2 separate regions of the Mus musculus genome follow, and region 2 is linked to region 1. A link is a contact called in public promoter capture Hi-C data. All regions are on one chromosome and are shown on one strand. Each heading gives the region's core, a stretch centred on a gene start, on an enhancer-like site or on the middle of the called end of the contact. The rest is flanking DNA. Distances are from core to core; before and after follow the strand shown.

Evidence for each region. Capture Hi-C pulls out chosen DNA fragments and counts their contacts.
Region 2: a promoter capture Hi-C map of liver shows a contact between it and region 1. The contact joins the promoter of Ccl9 here to the promoter of Wfdc21 in region 1. A contact is called at or near these places in 22 of 39 promoter capture datasets (3T3-L1-derived adipocytes, the C10 cell line, the HPC-7 cell line and 14 more), 4 of 15 datasets of contacts at CTCF or cohesin (CD8 T cells, the NIH/3T3 cell line and large pre-B cells), 144 of 484 Hi-C or Micro-C datasets (the 63-12 cell line, the AML12 cell line, B cells and 86 more), 48 of 115 datasets of contacts at active chromatin or transcription factors (the 230-238 cell line, CD4 single positive thymocytes, the HPC-7 cell line and 35 more) and 6 of 9 other capture datasets (adipose tissue, bone marrow-derived macrophages, embryonic stem cells and 3 more).

What each region holds. Positions count from the first base shown.
Region 1 is chr11:83,743,261-83,749,819 of GRCm38.p6, forward strand. It overlaps Wfdc21 (WAP four-disulfide core domain 21), which reads left to right and starts at 3,680. Exons shown (of 3, transcript NM_183249.2): 1 at 3,680-3,863; 2 at 5,973-6,073. The coding sequence starts at 3,767. The coding sequence ends at 6,067.
Region 2 is chr11:83,577,270-83,583,244 of GRCm38.p6, forward strand. It overlaps Ccl9 (chemokine (C-C motif) ligand 9), which reads right to left and starts at 1,367. Exons shown (of 4, transcript NM_011338.2): 1 at 1,120-1,367. The coding sequence starts at 1,195. It overlaps E230016K23Rik (RIKEN cDNA E230016K23 gene), which reads left to right and starts at 4,792. Exons shown (of 9, transcript NR_036453.1): 1 at 4,792-4,864.

The DNA of each region.
Region 1 (6,559 bases), core at 2,430-4,929:
CTTGGTAGTCCTGGGCAAGCAAGGTGACTTTTGGTTTCTACTTTTTATTTATGTAAACAAAGCACTATCTGTCTTAGTCGGGGTTTCTGTTGCTGTGATGAAACACCATGACCATAAATAACTTGGGGGGAGAAAGGGGGTTTATTTCAGCTTACAAATCTCAGGTCATACTCCATTGCTGAAGGAAGTTTTGCAGGGGTATGGAGGCAGGAGCTGATGGAGGAGCCATGGAGAGGTGCTGCTTACTGGCTTGTACCTCATGGCTTGCTCAGCCTGCTTTCCTACAGCACGTAGGACCACCAGCCCAGGCGTAGGACCACCCACCATAGGTTGGGCCTTCCCACACCAGTCACTAACTTTTAAAATGTCCTACTGACTTGTCCACAGGCCAATCTGGGTAGGGACATTTTCTCAACTGCTGTTTCTCAACTGAGGTCCCCTCTTCCAAAATGACTCAAGCCTGTGGCAAGTTGAGACTCTGGTTCTCAGCCAGCGGGATTTCTGTGGGCTCTTTGTTCCTCTCTAGCTTCCCCCTTTAAAGTGGAAGCTCTTTAAGAATAAGCCCCATACCTGTTGCCTCCATAACCTCTGCACTGAACACCAGCTCTGGCACACTCCAGCAGATGCATAAACTGGGTTCAAAATGAGCATGGTTCTTTATTGACTAAAATGAATTCTTCTCTACCTACAGTCACATGTTCAGTGGTACACGGTGGGATTCCAGTGGAGATTTATTGAGCTCCAATGCTGTCATCTTAAGGTGTGTACCTTTATTGATTGATTTATTGATTTATTGAGCTCCAATGCTGTCATCTTAAGGTGTGTACCTTTATTGAATACCCGGTCTAGCAGCTTCAAGAACTCAGTATGAGATCTAGGTAGGTCCACCCCAGCATCTTGTCCTCCCCTCAACCTCTCCCGTTCTCAATCTTCTCTCTCCCCCATCATCATGTGGCTAGAAAAATCTACACCATCACTCCCTAGAGTCACTGAGAACAATAAACACCCACATGGGGCATTACAAACAAACCCCTCCTCGCTATCAAATCCTCCCAGGAGAGAAATGTAAGGCAGCAGTAATTAAGTACTATGTGCTAACAGAGCTCATTATGGACTATGACAGTCTGAAGACCAAGTTACTCTCCCAGGGTTTGGGCCTGGAAAAGTTTCAGAGATGAAGTTTAAGCTAGGATGGCTGATAGAGGACTTGACTTCTGACAGACAAGAATGCCCACATTCACAGAAGAACGGAAAGGGAATTCCGTGTTCCAGGCAGAGCTTGAGCCAGACAGCTTAAAGGTTACTGTACTCAGCATCATGAATGAAGCAGAGCGGACGGGAGTGCCTGGATGGTGGAGACAAGTGGGGCCCAAGAGAAGACATGAGGGGGCAGGATGGAATGTTTCCCTCAAACTCACAAGTCCCCACTCATCTCTGAATATCTCTCAGGACCCAATAAAGCGCATGCTTAGGGCATCAAAAGTAAACTCAGAATTAAGGCTATCTGAAGAGAGATGAGAATGATCTCCATACACCTTTGACCTTTGTGTAACTTCAGAAATGGTTTTATTTCCAGTCTCAGTATTGTGAAAATATGGAATTACATGAAAACACACTGTGTACCCCCTTCAGTGCTTAAGATCTCTAAAAAGTCTTTATTAGTTGTTATGGTTCAAGCATAGCATGTCCCCACCATGGGCTTGGATGCTTGAATACTTGGTCCCTAGTAGGGGGTGCTGTCTGGGGAGGCTTCAGAAACTTGAGGAGCTAGAGCTTGTTTGAGGGAAGTAGGGTACTAGGAATGGGATGGAAGACTTAGGACCTGTTCTCTGTGTGTGCCTCTCCGTTTGTTTCTCTCTGTGTGTCTCTCTCCATCTGTCTGTCTCTCTGGTCTCTGTTTTTCTTCGGATCACTTCATGTCTCACTATCTCTGTCTCTCTTTCCCTCTTCTCGTCTGCAAAGCTGTGAGACGTCCTAGCTGCATAGATTGCTATGCCTTCCCCACCGTGATGACAACACCCTCAAATAGTGAACCGGGCGGAGCCAGAAAAAATCCTTCCTCCTTCCAGTTACATTAGCCAGGTATTTTATCACAGTGACGAGAAGTCAGTAATATACCAGATTTTGGACTATTGCAGAAATTGTACACCAGTGGGCTAGGCAGAGTGGAGTTAAAGCAGCTTGCAAAAATACTTTCTGCACGGCCCATAACTCTGTCTTCTAACCCCCTTGAGAGAGCTAGCAGTGTATGGCATCAGTTGTTTGTCAGAGGACCTCCAGCTTGTGGCATGTAAGATCTGTGACAAATGAAAGGAAGAGACTCTTCCTGTAGCTCCAGAATTAGGAACCATAGTCCTTGTGAAATGATAGTCCTCTCTTCCTCCCTCTCTCCCCTCGTGTGCGTGTGCGTGTGCGTGTGTGCGTGTGTGTTCCTAGGAATTAAACTTAGGGCCCCTGCCCTCTACTGTTGAAATAAACCATTTTCCCAGACACCTACAAAGGCACAACAAACTGATCCTGTGACTTCTCCCTCTCCCTCTTACCCCCTGCTTCCAGCTCATTTCATGTTAAGGTATTTTATGAGTTACAGTATTTGTCTTACTTAGGGTTTCTATGACTGCAATGAAACACCATGACCAGAAAGCCAGTTGGGGAGGAAAGGGGCTTTTTGGCTTACACTGCCAGATCATTGGAAGAAGTCAGGACAGGAACTCAAGCAGGGCTGGAACCTGGAGGCAAGAACCATGGAAGGAAACTGATTACTGGCTTGCTCAGTCTGCTTTCTTAGAGATGCTAGGACCACCACCAGCCCAGGGATGGCACCACCCACAATGGGCTGGGCCCTCTCCCATTGATCACTAATTGAGAAAATGCCTTAGAGCTGGATCTCATAGAGGCCTCTTCTTCACTGAGGCTCCTTTCTCTCTGGGAACTCTAGCTTGTATCAAATTGACACATTGTGTGTGCTCCTCCCCCACCACCAGGGAAAGAAGAGGGTATCTCCCCTGGCACCCAAACCACAGATGGTCTGAGTTACAAATCACTCATCTGGATTAGCAGGCGTGTCTACAAGAAGGAAGAAGTGAAAGCTCACACCTGGGCTAGTTGTCACTCTCACCCCACTCACTCTCCAAGTCGCACAGCAGTGGTGCAGCCTGAGAGGCATCCTGGGAGGGTTTGATGTAGATATTGACAGCTGGGGTTCCCCAAAATGAAGGCTCCAAACAGCAGAGATGATGGCATCAAGGCAGAGGGAACGACGCTGGCTTACTGTCTCCTCAACAGGTGGCCGCACCCCACTGGCTCTCCCACGGTCTCTCCCTGCCCTCAGTTACAGGAACAACTGTCCTAGAGCAAGGAGAGAGAAGTACAAAAGCAGATGGTGTCCTAGCTGACACCCAGCTCCTGGATTGTCATTCCCTGAGGACACATTCCTTATCACAGCTCATTCCTGGCCCAGAGTAGATCTCTAATACTTCATTGAAAAGGAACGAGAGTCCCTTACCACCCCAGCTTTCCAACTTTAGGAGGACTATCTGTGGAACAGAGGGTGTTCTGTGGCACGGAGCTTGGCTTGAGTAAGATGGCACTACCCAGGACATACATAGTGTGTGTCCCTGGCAATGCTGGTTTCCAGGCGGGGCTTTGGCTTCTGTGGTGTGCAGGCCCGCCCCTAGCCTTGCTGCCTAGCTCAGTGGGTGAAGAGGTTTAAATTCTGGCAGCTCTTGGCCCTGCTGCGTATTGGCTAACATCCTTCAGCAGCAGCATGAAGCTAGGAGCCTTCCTTCTGTTGGTGTCCCTCATCACCCTCAGCCTAGAGGTACAGGAGCTGCAGGCTGCAGTGAGACCTCTGCAGCTTTTAGGTACGTCTGGGCAAACACGGTTGCACTATTCTTCCTCAAGTGAGGGGTGAGAAGACATCCAGAACCAGTGTGTGCAGGAAGGAGGGAGAAACTGGAGGAAAGAGTTCTCTTTAGGATCCTCCTTGATGGTCACCTCTGAATTCCCCAGAACAGAATCCCTCTTCTGCTTTCCCTCTCTCCATTCCCTGGGTCACCTGACTGGACCCCCCTCCTGCTTGCTCCTCAGCCAAGCTCCCTCTCCCAGACGTCTCCTTCTCTACTGGCGTCTACCTTGACCTGTCTACAGAAAATATTCTTGTAATTATGCTAGACACAGGTCAATCTCAATCTTCTTTACCAATATTATTCTCAGAAAGGGTTTTGTTGCCGTGGGTTTTCATTGTTGTTTGTTTGTATGTTTGCCCAAGCTGGCCAGGAACTGACTGTGTAACCCAGGCTGACCTCAACAACATGGCAATCTTCCTGCTTCATCTTGCTATGCTGGGATTACAAGCACAATCCACCCCATCTTATTTGGCCTCAAAGGACTACTCTTAATCCTCTGCCCATTCTTCCCTTAGCCCTTTTGTGACCACAGCCTCATCAAACTCCTGACACACTCTCCTCTGTAATAAAGTCTCGCCTTTGCAGACTGATGCTGTCTGCCCACCCCTACCCCACAACCCCTATCCTACAGCCAGCCAGCCCTGGATTATCTTGGACTGAATGCTTGCCCCTAAATGTCTTTAGATAGAGTTTAGCCTCTCGTCTTCACTCCATCAACTACCTGTTTTTGAAACAGTTTGCATCTCTTCCGTCCTTTGCCCTCTGTTGCCTCACTGTGTCCATCCCTGATTACTCCACAGCCCTGCCATTGCAAAAGCTTCCCAGAAGCCCTCTCCACCCCCTCTTCCTTCTTGGATGTGCTTACTAGTTGGATCCTGGTTCTGTCTATGCCTTTGCAGCAGATAATCCTCCCAAATGACCTTCTCTCAGTTTATTAAGTGAAATCCCAAATCCACAGGTCCTGATGGCCTGCTTGCCCTTTGCAACATTTATTTCTCCTGTTCCCAAACTCGCCCAGACCTCTACTTGCCAATCCTCCTGACTCCTCCTATTCCAGGGGAACTGGGAGTGGCAGATAATATGTCTAAGGGGTAGGACTTGAAGAGTCAGTCTCTGGTCCTGGGAGTGCCTCTGTAGGTCCTGTGTCCCAGGTCACACACGGACCTCCCCAAAGTTCCACCCTACTACATTTCCCCTTGTGACTTTTTGCATCTTTCCACACAGCACCCCTCCTGCTTTCCCCCACTACTCTTTCTTGACAATATCCCTGTACTCCAAGGCTTACTTTTTCTGACGAACAACAAATAATGTTTTATCTCCTCTGAGCCCTTTGAGTCTTCTAGAACTACCTTGCAGGACACTTGTGAAACACTGCTCTGTCTCCAGTACCTTAGACATAAGTCTTACTTGCATTGGAAGGCTCTAAGAGGCCCTTTTTACATCCATGTCCTTCCTAAATGCTTCATATACAGCAAAATACCATAAATATTTAATGATTGCTCCAACGACTGTGATTAGGGACAAGAGATCTTCAGCTTTCTCACCACAAAGCAACAACAGCACCAGAAACACTTAGGGCTATAAAACAGAGCTAGGGAGACTAACCGCACAGAGTGACTGTAAGGTAACCAGCAAGTCTGAATATGCCCTTCTCTGCTCCATGGACTGTCATGTGGGGGGAAATGATTTCATTTAAGCAACCTTCCTCCTTTCTTTCCACAGATGCAATCCCTCTATCCATGTCTCTAAAGTAGGCTTTCTTTAATGAGATTATGTGTGTGCCTTGTTTTAACAGAAATAGACAGTAACACTTTACAAATGGTATTATGACTTCAGTTAAAAGGAACTGGTGAAATGTACTCCTTAATCGAGGACTGTCGTCCTCAGCACTTGAATCTAAAGCATGGAGGTTTTCATTAGTCTATTTGTCTGTCCTTGAGAGGATAAACTCATCAAGTAATTCAGCTTGACCTTTAGCTGATGATCTGCCTGCCTTAGCCTAGGAGTCCAGGATTAAAGGTTTATTCCACCATGCCTGCTTTCAACTGATCTTTTCTGACATAGGCACCTGTGCTGAGCTCTGCCGTGGTGACTGGGACTGTGGGCCAGAGGAACAATGTGTCAGTATTGGATGCAGTCACATCTGTACTACAAACTAAAAACAGGTAAAAATAAAAATAAAAATTACTGTTCCTCCAAATCTTCCCCAGACCAGGCAAGTTGTACATTTGACTTCCATGGGAATTCTAGAAGTTTGGTAAAATGAAACCTATGTGTTTCCCTATATCTTCTCCTTTTTTCTTCATGAAGAAGCACCTACCAGAGGATGGTGCTTCCCAAACCTTTAGAATAATTTTCCAAACCAGTCTACCCAGGAGAAAAATCAAACTATATTTGAGCAAGAAGTTAAAAAATCACCCCCAAATGATGTCTGTTTATGACTGTGGTATATATTTAACTATGTACAAATATATATTAAAATGAAAATCTTGTGCCTATTTGATTTCTTAACTATTTCGTTTGAAAAGACTTAGTGGACAATTTTGATCTCAGTACTTATCTTCAGCTCCATCTTTGCTTTATCTGTAGCATGTACAATGTATGCTCTTCTACCAGCAATCACTATAAATGTAAGCTTAAAATATTTATTT
Region 2 (5,975 bases), core at 117-2,616, 170 kb before region 1:
AACATCTGGACAGTTGAGCAATAGCTAACTCTACTAACTGTATTTTGTTTTCTGCATATTATGGTATTCTGGCATACTTAAAATCCTGACCACAGGGAGGGGCTAACTGCTTCTTAACCAACTCTCACTGAGCCCAGCACCCAACCTTTATCATTCTCAAACACCATGTTGGTATTTCCCTTGCCCTAACTCTTCCTAAAGCTAGATCCTTAAAGACCATCCATATATACAAAGTCTGCTCGACTTCTTCAGTCTAGGAAATCTTAACTGAACCCTGCATTGTGCCCTTCCTCTTTTCCAGTATCTCCAATAAAGAATCTGACACAAGTTTCTCTATTTCATTACTTATGCCTCCTGGCCTAACTCCAATATTCTCCTTGGCTCTGTGAGACATGATGTATCTCTCCTCCTTAGAAAAGTTGAGGAATACATTCTTTTATTTCACAGGACCTCTCTGTGTTGAGCCCTGGTCACCTCCATAAACTAAAATATCATAGCTTCAGATGAAATGGTGACCTTGGATGAGCCATTGGCCTGACTGGTCCCAATGCCTTAAAAATGATGGTTCTATACTAGCTGACATCTAATAACTCTAGCATCACAGAGTTTTATATTCATTTCTACAAATGTATGCTTTAATTATAGTTATTTCGATCTAACTACAATGTCAGCTAGGATTGGCTAGGAAAAGTTATCAAATAATTCTAGCTATGAAAAAGGAAAACATTTGCTTCTCCAAATGGAAGCAAGCCATTTGTGTACCAGCTTCCAGACCAGACCCTTCCTAATGCTGCAGCCTTTTAATACAGTTCCTCATGTCGTGGTGATCCCCAACCATAAAGTTATTTCATTACTACTTTATAACCGTAATTTTGTTACTGCTATGAATCATAATGTAAATATCTATGTTTTCTGATGGTCTTAGGCAAGCCCTGTGAAGAGGTTGTTTGACTTCCAAAAAGGGTGGCAACCGGTAGTTGAGAACCACTGATCCAGGGGCTATAGCCAGAGGCAGGTCTGTACTAAGTAAATTCCATTGCTCTGTCTGGGATGGAAATTATTAAATGCTGCCCCTTCTGGAACTCCCCCCAAATTTTCAGTTACCACCACAGGACTCACCATGTGTGATCTGGGCCCAGATTCCAAGAGCAGTTGTAAGAATGAGGAAGGAGAGGGCAGTATGAAAAGGCTTCATCTTCTTAGTGGGCAGACCCAGCTGGCCTTCAGACTGCTTGCTGTTCCTGGCCCGGTCTTGCTATTTATACATGTAAGAGGATCAGGAAGTCCCTGGGGTACAGCTCATAATGCCCTCCTTTGACTACATAACACCCAACATGCTAGTTCTAAGAGAGGGAACAGTGTGCAGTGGGAAGTGGAGGGCAAAGGTGACTTGGGGCTTTCCAAAGTTCAAATTGATTCAGAGAGAGTAAATATTTCCAGAAGGATTTCTCCTTTTATAAAATTCATTCACTCCTTTAGCTCTGGCCACAGGGTGGGAGTGAGGGATCCTTCTAGACCCCTGATGAGAGGTTAGCTTGGAGGACGCTGGCTTATGCTCATTGACAGCTGACCGACAGATATAGATTATAAAAGTAAACTTATATGTCTTGCCAGAGATATATAAAATTGTTGTCAACTCCTTCTTTAATTATTTTTCTTTAATTTTTAAAGATTTATTTTATATCCATGTTTTGCCTGCATGTGTGTATGTCTACCACATACATGCAGTGCTGTGCAGGTCAGAAGAGGGTGTTAAATTCCCTGGTACTAGAGTTACAGATGGTTGTGAGCCATCATGTGGATGCTGAGAACTGAAGCCAGCAAGTGTCCTTAACCGCTGAGCCAACTCTCCAGCCCCTTTAGATATTTTTAATATACTTTAACATCAGAGGAAAAAAAATCTTTAGAACGTCTGTCAGAAGAAACATCTAAGGCTGGTTGGGGTGGTGTTCACCACTTGGTGTCAGCACTTGGGAGCCAGAGGCAGGTGTGTGTGTGTGTTTGAGGCCAGTCTGGTCTACACACTCAGTTATCCAATCTCCGTGAGTTTGTGAATGTTTGCTGTTCATTTGTGGTTTTAGTCTGATGTGGTCAAATAGAATAGGAAGAGAGGGCTAAAGAGCCAGCTCACTGGTTTAGAGCACTTGTTGCTTTTTCAGAGGACCCAGGTTCAGTCTTCGTGAGTTTCATTAGCCTCTTTCTATCAAGGGAGGATCCCCTTTCTCCTTGAGTTATGAAGGAGCCCTTTGCTGGCAATACTGTCCTGGGCTGGAGGTTCATGTCTTCCAAAGCTTGAGGAACGCCTCTCCAAGCTCTCTGTTACGCTGATGGACATCTCCTGACACATGACTTAGTGGTTCTCTCTTGATGCTTTTTACACATTTTCTTTGTTTTGAATACTTAGTACTATAACTTTAATTATAATATGACAAGAAGAAGTTCTTTTTGGGTCTTGTCTCTTTGGTGTTCTAAATGACTTCTCTATTTGATTAGATGTTTCTTTGCCTAATTTAGGAAATTTTTTTTGGCTATGATTTCACTGGAAATGTTTTCTGTGCATTTGGAAAGAACTTCACTCTTTTATATCTGTGATTATTAGACTTTATCTTCTCCTCATGTATTAAATAGCCCAAAGTCCAACTCATGCCTTTTCATTAATTCATCTTTTTCCTTGACACTTTCTGCTCCCAGTGCCTTGTCTTCAAGCTCAGATATGCTGTCCTTTTCTTGACTGATTCTACTGGTAAGGCTTTCTGCAGAATTTTTAATTTGACTTAATTGTATTTTGGATCTCCAGTAGTTTGCTATGGTCCCCTCCCCCAATGGTTCTATACCCTATTTACTTCCTCCTACTTCCTCTTCCTTCCTTCCTTCCTTCCTTCCTTTCTTTCTTTCTTTCTTTTTTCTTTCTTTCTTTCTTTCTTTCTTTCTTTCTTTCTTTCTTTCTTTCTTTCTCTCTCTCTTTCTCTCTTTCTTTCTTTCTTTTTTTCTTTCTTTCTTTCTTTCTTTCTTTCTTTCTTTCTTTCTTTCTTTCTTTCTTTCTTTTTAGATTTGTATTTATTTATTATATACAAGTACACTGTAGCTGTCTTCAAACACTCCAGAAGAGGGCATCAGATCTCATTACAGATGGTTGTGAGACACCATGTGGTTTCTGGGATTTGAACTCAGGACCTTTGAAAGGGCAGTCAGTGCTCTTAACCACTGAGCCATCTCTCCAACCCAACTTCCTTTTTCATATCATGTATCAAGCTCCTTATTTAATCCAGGTGTTTATGTTCTCTTGGGATGCTCCTTTCATGCATGGAGATGGGAGAGGAGGACCAGTCAAGCTATAAACTCTTGCTGGACAGTGGTGGCACACGCCTTTGATCCCAGTACTCAGGAGGCAGAGGCAGTCAGATTTCTGAGTTTGAGGCCAGCCTGGTCTTCAGAGTGAGTTCCAGGACAGCCAGGGCTACACAGAGAAACCCTGTCTCAAAAACAAACAGACAGACAAACAAAAAACAAAACAAACAAAAAGCTCTAAACTTTTGTATTTCCTGTGGTTTATGCTGATGTTGAGTTTGTATTGGACAGGAGTGTAATGTCCATGTGCAAGGTCTTCTCTTTTGTATTTCCCATTCTTCACATGACAGGTTCTGCAGGCCTCCTGGGTTTCCTTTTATGGTCTGGACAGATTCTTGCATCCTCCTGAGACAGATTGTAACGCTGGGGTGCTGTATGCTTTGTCTGGAGGGTGATTCCCCAAGTGTGCTGGGAATGTGGGAGGAAACCACAGCACTGAGTTGGTTTAAGCAGAGGACCTATTTCCATACTTTCAAGACCTCTTGAATATGAATCACCCTGCTGGGGGAATGCCACTGTGAGTATTGTGTTGGTTAGTTTAATGGGCAACTTGATATAACCTAGAATCACTGGGAAGAGAGTCTTAATGAAAGATTATCTAGATCAGGTTGGGCATGCGTACGGGAGATTGTTAATTAAAGTGGGAAGACCCATCTGGAAAGTGATGGCACCATTTCAGGTGCTGGACCCTGGAGTGTGTAAGAAAGTTCTATGCAATCGAGGAGTGATTATTTCTCTGTTCTTGATTGCGGATGTGCAAACTCCTGCCAGTTACTTCCCTCCTATGATGGACTGTAATTTGGGTTGTAAGCTAAAATACATCAGTTCTTCCCTTATGCTGCTTTTTGTCAGTATATAGGTATCGTGCACAAACTTGGAACTTCGGAATTCTTGGGTCCATGGCAGTGAACAATAGCTGGCTCTAGGATTTGATCCATCTGCCTGCTTTAAGTTCAAAACCCATCAAATCCAGAATTATTTTCATTTGAGGAACCTGTTCCTGGTCACTGAGGGCAGGGCTCTCAGCCTGAGCTGACCTCCTGGAACTTGATCCTTTAGCTTGTCCATAGTCACCCCTCCAGCTCTCCACAAGTCAATTTCCCTCACCTAGAGGTTGTGGCAAGCCAAATTATGGCTCCCCAACTGATAGAAATTCTCCCATCTCAGGCCCCCAGCATAGCTCAGTTTTGAATAATAGACTTTATCTCAAGATGGCACTTGGCTGCTGCCTTCCCGATCATCTATATCAACGAATGATATTTCTTTCCACCACTGACCCATGCAAATGAGGAATTACTGTCTCAGCAAACCTACACCTAGATTCTGAGAGGAGCAGGCATGACCAGTGGCTGGAAGCTGTTAAGTAACTGCATTCACCAGTTACTTCTCAGCATGGGGTGTTTTTTTTCCCTGCCCTTCCCCCACCAGGTTTGGTTCCAAGTCCTGCATTCTCTCTCAGGGAGTCCAGAACTCTGCTGCTCACCAAGCTGGAAGGAAGAAGTGGAACCTGGAACAGGTGAGGTCTGCAGGATGCCAGCCCAAGTGGGAGTGCTGGGAGGGGGCTTGGAGGGATGGTCTCCAAGGATTTTAGTGTTATATCTCTCAATGAAACAGCTCTCATAGATGATCTTCAGTGAAACAGCTTGTGCACATACCTGTTATTCAGGGTGGACCAGGGCTATTTATGAATCTTGGAGAGAGGGAAGAAGATTTCAGGGTGAATGCAAATCATCGGCTGGAACTTAAAGAATTGGGAATGCTTCATTTGCATGGAGAGGTATTCCAGGAATCCTATACTTGCTGGGCAGGTTCTTAAGGGGATGCGTTGGGGAGGAAATTGAACTTGTTGGTTTGACTAGAACTATGTGCTCTTCCTTAGGTAAAGGGTCTGGGGGGTCAGGCTCCCCAAATAAGGTCAGGCAGAGAAGAGGGAACCCTGATGGAAAAGGGAAATCTCCATTTTGCACCAAGCTCAGAGGAGCTATCTGGACATGGTAGACTGCAACCTTATATAGCAGGGTTTCTCAATATCCTCCTCTGTTTTATTTATAATGGAGAGGTTTTACAGTAGTCCTCAGCCTCTATGTTGGGAACAGTTTGGTACTGAACCAGAACCCTACTGGCAGTGATTTTTGCAATGCTACTTACCCGGGATTTTAAAAATTGGGTGAGGTAGGGTGCCAAGAGGAGCAGGGGTCCCATGGCCAAGGAGGGGAAGAAGCCAAGTCACAAGGTGTGAGACAGGCTGACTCCATGACAGGCTTCAAATTGGCAGTTCAGGAGACTAGGCCAAAATTTCTGTTTCCAAGAACTGGGCAAATCTAGACAAGTCCAGTCTTCAGAAGCTGCCCTGCCACCTGGCCTGAGGCAAGGAAAATGGGTCAGCAGCAGTTTCCAGACTTCCCCCAAAATGGTTCTGGAATGTCCCTAGAGATAGAACCAACAATAGAGGTCACCTACCCCTCCCTGGAATTCTCCTTATATGCTTTAAATTGGGCCTGCAAGCTCACTTGGGCATCTCCATCTTGGAATAGGAGACCCCAGCAAGCTGTGAGAGACCTAAATGCCTCCACAGATTCCTAGAAACATAAGCTTAAGCAAAGCACCAGGTCCTAGGGTGAAACATA